Linked DNA regions of Hordeum vulgare: region 1 is linked to region 2. The links are chromatin contacts, called in public HiChIP or PLAC-seq maps. All regions are on one chromosome and are shown on one strand. Each heading gives the region's core, a stretch centred on a gene start, on an enhancer-like site or on the middle of the called end of the contact. The rest is flanking DNA. Distances are from core to core; before and after follow the strand shown. Region 1 holds the start of LOC123440254 (DNA-directed RNA polymerases II, IV and V subunit 12). Region 2 holds the start of LOC123440218 (diacylglycerol kinase 1-like).

Region 1 (3,239 bases), core at 504-3,003, 240 kb before region 2:
CCGTCAAAACTAACTCGATTACATGATAGATCTCATCCTACTCATCACCGCCCAGCGAGCCTACGAATAGATTACTCACGAACAATGAAGAGCTTCATGGAATTGGAGAGGGAAGAAGGTTGATGATGACGATGGCGATGATCTCCTTGATCCGGAGCCCAAAACGGACTCCAGATCTGCCCTCCAGGGCAAGAATGGGATGTGGCGGCGCCTCTGGATCGTGAAACGTGATGAAATCTTCTCTCTTTATTTTTTCCGGGACGAAAGGGAATAAATAGCGCTGGAATTGGGGGCGGCAGAGCCACGTGGGCCCCACAAGCCCTGACGGCGCGACCTAGGGGGTGGTCGCGGCCATAGGGCTTGTGGCCCACTGGCTCACCCCTCCGGTGGATCTTTGCGCAGGTATTTTTCATATTTTCCAGAAATATTCTCCGTAAATTTTTAGGACGTTCCGAGAACTTTCATTTCTGCACAAAAACAATACCATGGCAATTCTGCTGAAAACAGCGTCAGTCCGGGTTAGTTCCATTCAAATCATGCAAATTAGAGTCCAAAACAAGGGCAAAAGAATTTGGAAAAGTAGATACGATGGAGACGTATCATGGCTCAAGTACACGGGGGTGTGGGGGAGGGAATGACTCTCTCCTCTCACATGGAAGTGCCCAGTTCCCCTTGTAATGCCTTGCTCCTTTTCCCCGAAAACATGAGCGGGAAAGAGTGGCCATAGGGCGCCAATCCGAAGGGGGGCAACAGCTTAGACTAATCATGCTAAAGTAGTCTTTGTAACGCGCGGGTAGGGTCGACGATGACCTCCCTCCTGGCGCGTCAATCCGCCCTAATCTTCTTTCACCGGAATGGCAAGCTTTAGGAACCTGCTTTCGGAGGGACAGCGGATGCTGCACCTTAATCACCAAAGGAGAAATCCTCCCTGTCCGCGCTGCCTTGCGCGTCCTCTGCCATCCTTCTCCGTGCGGGTACGTCACCCACGTGATGGTCACGGGGCCCTGCGGCTGGCGCTGTACGCCCGGCCTCACGAGGCCACCTCACGGGAGGAGCCGCACGAGGCTACCTCGCCCCTGGCGACCTCAATAGTGCATGGTCTGATGACGAGGGGCCTTAGGAGGCTCGCCCCTCGCGACACGGCTCCCTTCGAAGTGGCCGGAACATGGCCATCTTCCTCGAGCCGGCCCAAGTGTCGCATCCTGGACTGGAGGCAGACTGGTTGTGGTAACCTGGTTCCTACTGGGCCGACAATACCAAAAAGAACAGTAACACACACGAGATAAAACTAGAAGCACGCCGCTCAAGGGAGAACGCATGTGAGATCTCTAGCCGTCCTCCACGTTATCTTGTATCTTCGACATACGCCCGACCCTTCTTCTCCCTCTCCATACCTTTTCCATCCCCTATGCACTCTTGAGTATTTTTTCCAAAGACTCCGATTCATTGTTTTTAGATAATCTTGCAAAATAAAAAATTACAATGTTTACAATGTTTACAATGTATTTTTTACAATGTTTACATGGACGAATAAAAAATTATCGGACAGGCCTAACTAGATATGACAATCAAATTCTTTTTTTTTTATATTGTTTGAATAACTTATCACATGTGTCACGTGGTATGGCGATCAAACCTTAATAAACCATACCTTGCAAGATTTGTGAGCCTCGACCCTCTTTCTTTGGATTTGGATGGACCAAGCAAGTTGCTGATCTAACGGCCCAAAGACAAGTGGCCAGCCCGTTAAGCATCGCCTTCCCTATTTCACCCCGTGCGCGGCGCCGCTCCTCACGAACCCTAGCTACAGCCCCTTCGCGACACTCTACCGCCCTCCTCGATGGATCCGCAGCAGCCGGAGCCCGTCAGCTATCTATGCGGAGGTACCCCCCCCCCCCCCCCCCCCGCGTTCCCCCGCTCTCTCGTTCGTATTCTCGCTTGCTCAGATGTTACACGCCTTGTGTTGATTCGATTCTTCGACCACGAAGAGAAGCACAGTGTTTCGATTTCTCGTGCAAGTAAATTGACTTCCCCTCCGTATTTATTTAAACGAGTATGTGTATGCGTTCCTTCAGATTGCGGAGCTGAGAACACGCTCAAGACAGGGGATGTGATCCAGTGCCGCGAGTGTGGGTACCGCATCCTCTACAAGAAGCGCACCCGCAGGAGTATGGCCCCTTAACTTTATTCTTTCGATCTACTTAAATTTTCTTGTCACGTTTTAATATTTCATTTGCTAATTGCTTTGTGTGCACTTATCTGAAATACGGTTATAAATTGCTGTGTGCAATTACGTTTAGAAAAAGAAAAAAACAAGCTATGATACGCATCTAAAACGTTGAAATTCAGTTTCGAAGAACAGTATTCGCCATCTATTATCATTAAAGTGTTAACTATCCTCCTTCACCGGTGGAAATATTTGATCACATATTCATCATTGCATAATTTACAGCCGTAATTACTAATGCAATGGATATAAGTATGTGCCAGTTGTAGGTATTTACTGGATTGCTTATAAGCTCTGTACATACTTCCATTTGACTGTGGATTAGTTTCTGACTTGCTCAAGGCAGAATCAAGATCCATATGGAAACAGGAAGTTCAAAAAGTTACATAACCTCTTGAATCTTTGGGAAAAGTCGCATAACACCATTAAGCTGGAAACCTCATCGTTGATCCCGAAATTGCTCGCAAACACAATTTTTGGGGTAAAATATATGGTTTGAAGTTTATTAGGTTATGTGGATTTTTCACCAAGGTTTAAAGTGATTATCTAGATTTTTTTAGAAACTTTGGAACATATATCGTCGAGGTACTCTTTGACCAATCATACTTTATTTAGGTCAGTTTATACCAATGCACAGTGTATGTACCTTGTGCTTGCTTCCATTTACTCGTGCAATAGTTTGTCACTGACTCAAGCTAGATTTAAAAACAATACTGAAATGGATTTTTTGGAGCAGTGTACACAACCTCAAGAACCTTGGATAGCCGCTTACCGCCATCAAGTTTAAAACCACATTTTCTACCCCAAGGTTTTGTGCAAATACAATTCTAGGCGTGAAACTGTACGGTTTAAAATTTATGAAGTTAATAGGTTTTTGTTTCACCAAAGTTCACATGGTTTTCTAGGTTTTTTCATAAGAATTTTCAAACATAAATGGTTCAAGATTCTCAAGGACCAATTTATTTATTACTTTGTCAACAATCCCTTAGCTGAACCATCCTTTTTATTTGTT
Region 2 (3,036 bases), core at 14-2,513:
GAAAGGTCAAAGTACCCTTACAATCAAAGTCTTCATGTGGTTTGTTCACAAGAAGGTGATTCTCACAAAGGACAATTTGGCAAAGCTCAGTTGGGAGGGAAATAAACGATGTAGCTTTTGTGATGATGATGAAGCTACCAAACACTTTTTTCTTCAATATCCACTAGCAAAAAAGTTATGGAAAACAGTTTGTATAACCTTTAATATAATACCTTCGGATAGCATTGAAACGGTGTTCGGGACGTGGCTAAATGGAGTGGACATTATTATTGCTAGACATATTCGTATACGAGTATGTGCATTGCTTTCGGCTATATGGAACTGGAGGAATGACATGACTTTTAACAGATAAACATATATAATTTGTTTGCAGGTACTTTACAGGATATGAGGGTTGATCCGTACATGATCGTTACTCACTTTTGCGTAAACCAGAGAACCTTTGGTTACTCGGTCTATCCGATGGGAGATGGTAGCTCGAGATATCTACAACCGGTTTGAAGGGCGGTCCAATAGTATGATAGATGGTTAGACATCTAAGCCTATTTTAGCCGGTTGTGGCACCTTCCGGTTTATTTTAGATTATTTTGCTGCTTCTTTAAAGTTTGCTCGAAACCGCATACTATTTGATTATTTTTTTCAATAAAATGGCTGCATGTATAGTATTGATGCAGAGACAGAAAGAAATCTTTCTTTTTTAGAAAAAAAACTACCACGTGCCATTCATTCAGTTGGGTCTCAGATCCTCGGCTCCAGACCTGGCCAAACGGGCCGGCACGGCACGACCCGTGGTAATCGGGTCTGGCACGACACGGCCCGCCCAGGCACGTTTATTAGTTGGGTTAGGTCCAGGCATGACCCGATTATTAAACAGGCCGGCATGTTGGCCCAATTAGCACGCTGGACCGTATTTTTTTTAGCCTTATGGGCTTATTTTTAGGCCTATTGGACCATATTTTTGTATATATATATTTAAAAAATCTAAAAATATATATATAAAAAATCAACAGGCCATACCATTTCGGCCCGCGTGTCCAGCCTTCAGACCCAGACATGACCCGAGGCGTGCTTCATGCCGGGTCTGAACACGATTAACCCATGCCGGCCGAATCCGTGTCATGCCACGCACGCGGCTGTCTGTCGGGCCAGCCCATTTACCGGGACCGTTTGGCCAGATCTGCTCGGCTCCTCGCTGGCCTCGTAGGATTTTCCCCCTCCTCCTCTCAGGGAGGTCTCACTCGATGGGGAAAGAGACCCGGTCTCGCCGTTTTTTCCCCCGGAGCTGCCGACATGCCGATCGATACGAGCGATGCGCACAGTGGAGCAGCACCCGCGCAGCGGACCTGCCGTGTCCGGCATACGTGGCCTTCTGGAGCGACACGTGTCAGCACCCGCCTCTTCTCCCTCTGCCGATTCGCTCTGCTTTTTTATTCGTCGGCGGTTCCTTGCTGGTCTTCTTGAGTTGGCGGACGGAAAAGAAAGAAACACGCCACAGAGTCCGGAGGGGAGACGTCGTGAAGTATTGAGTTTCTTACGTCGGGTGCGGCGGCGGCTCGAGGGCAAGTTGGGTTGGAGCCGTGGATCGGAGCTTCTCGCCGGCGGAAGTGGATTTCCTTCTTTTTCCTAGGGAAGCGACGGCCAGTTCTTGCGGAAATCTCCTACAGATTTGGCGTCCTGATCTTATTTCAGCGGACCTATTTTATCAGAGCTTGAGGCTTTTCCCGCCCCCTCTAATTACAGGTTCGAACCCGATTTGTTTTCTTCCCTTCAGAGTCCAGTTCATGCAAAAATACGAACTGAGCTTTCCTGTACCCAAGACCAAGAGACAAGTGTTTGGAGTTATCCTGTTCAGTAAAATAAGCTAATTCTTTTTTCCTTTTTTGTGCAAGGCATACTTGATCGTATTACTTTTTAATTTTGCACAGTTATTTGTTTATTGGAAAAGTACCAGTTAATCAGTAAGTCGATTCAGTTAGCTGAAAATGACACTAAAGGTCTCAAGTCTCAACTAGTGTTACTTGCTGCGCCAATTCAGCAGTTTCCAATTTTCTCCTCAATTTCTGCAAAGAAAAGAAAAAAGTAGGTGAACGTTAGTTATTTAGGTAAAAACGTTGCACTAGTTAGTCTTACTGTAAAGCATTCTTTCAGTATTACGATCTATGAGTGTATCGAGATATTTTGTAAGACTGAGGTTTGCATTCATAAATTTGTGTTCTGCCCACCGAGCACATTTCTCAGTTTAGCCAATAACCTTTGAGTCTATACATACTTTGCTTTCATGATATTTGTACATGTTAATGGTTCTAAAATGCAAGCGTAAATCGATTCTAGCATTATCTTTGTGCCGCGTGTTGATTAATTCTGTTCTTGTTGCAGATCGTACTTTGAGAATTTATTAAGTATTTGCAAGGTTAAATGATTGACCATTTCCCTCCAATCAAGGATGGTGTCATTGTTAAAAGGATGTAGTTTCTTGTCATGATTTCTTGAGCTCAAGATTCTAATTCAATTGGGTCATCAACGTCAATGATGGACTGGTTGAAGGATCAATTTAACATGTATGTGTTCAGTTTGTACAGTGAATCTCCTAAACCATCAGAATTCTGGATCCCCATTGCTGCATATCTCGCTGTTGGAATACTCAGTCTTTTGATGTTTTTGTACCTTTTCTCGCTGTGGAGGCGAAAGATCAGTGTAAGCTGGATGAAAGTGATTGCCAGATCAAAAAGGAGAAACTTTGAAAGAAATCAAAAGGTCCCTACTGCTGAGCATATATGGTCTGCAGAATCTCTACTTCGTGCAAAAGGACTGAGGTGCTGTGTATGCCTAGAATCTATTTCACCTGCTCAGCCCCTTGGGACAGTGATAACATCAGAGAACATGGTTCACCGCTGTGATGTTTGTGGTGCCGCTGCGCACACAATCTGCTCTTCAAACTCTCAGAGGGACTGCAAATGCGTCTCATTGTTGGGTTGGAAGCATGTAGTCCATCAATGGACTGTGCTGTGGACTGATATAGCTGACCAGCCTGAAGAA

The links. HiChIP or PLAC-seq counts read pairs in DNA pulled down with a chosen protein or histone mark.
Region 1: a contact with region 2 is called in an H3K4me3 HiChIP or PLAC-seq map of embryo, with 9 times the contacts expected there. The contact joins the promoter of LOC123440254 here to the promoter of LOC123440218 in region 2. A contact is called at or near these places in 1 of 6 Hi-C or Micro-C datasets (seedling) and 1 of 1 datasets of contacts at active chromatin or transcription factors (embryo).

What each region holds. Positions count from the first base shown.
Region 1 is chr1H:397,693,772-397,697,010 of MorexV3_pseudomolecules_assembly, reverse strand. It overlaps LOC123440254 (DNA-directed RNA polymerases II, IV and V subunit 12), which reads left to right and starts at 1,753. Exons shown (of 3, transcript XM_045116835.1): 1 at 1,753-1,883; 2 at 2,076-2,168. The coding sequence starts at 1,841.
Region 2 is chr1H:397,451,803-397,454,838 of MorexV3_pseudomolecules_assembly, reverse strand. LOC123440218 (diacylglycerol kinase 1-like) reads left to right here and starts at 1,263. Exons shown (of 8, transcript XM_045116793.1): 1 at 1,263-1,740; 2 at 2,377-3,036. The coding sequence starts at 2,527.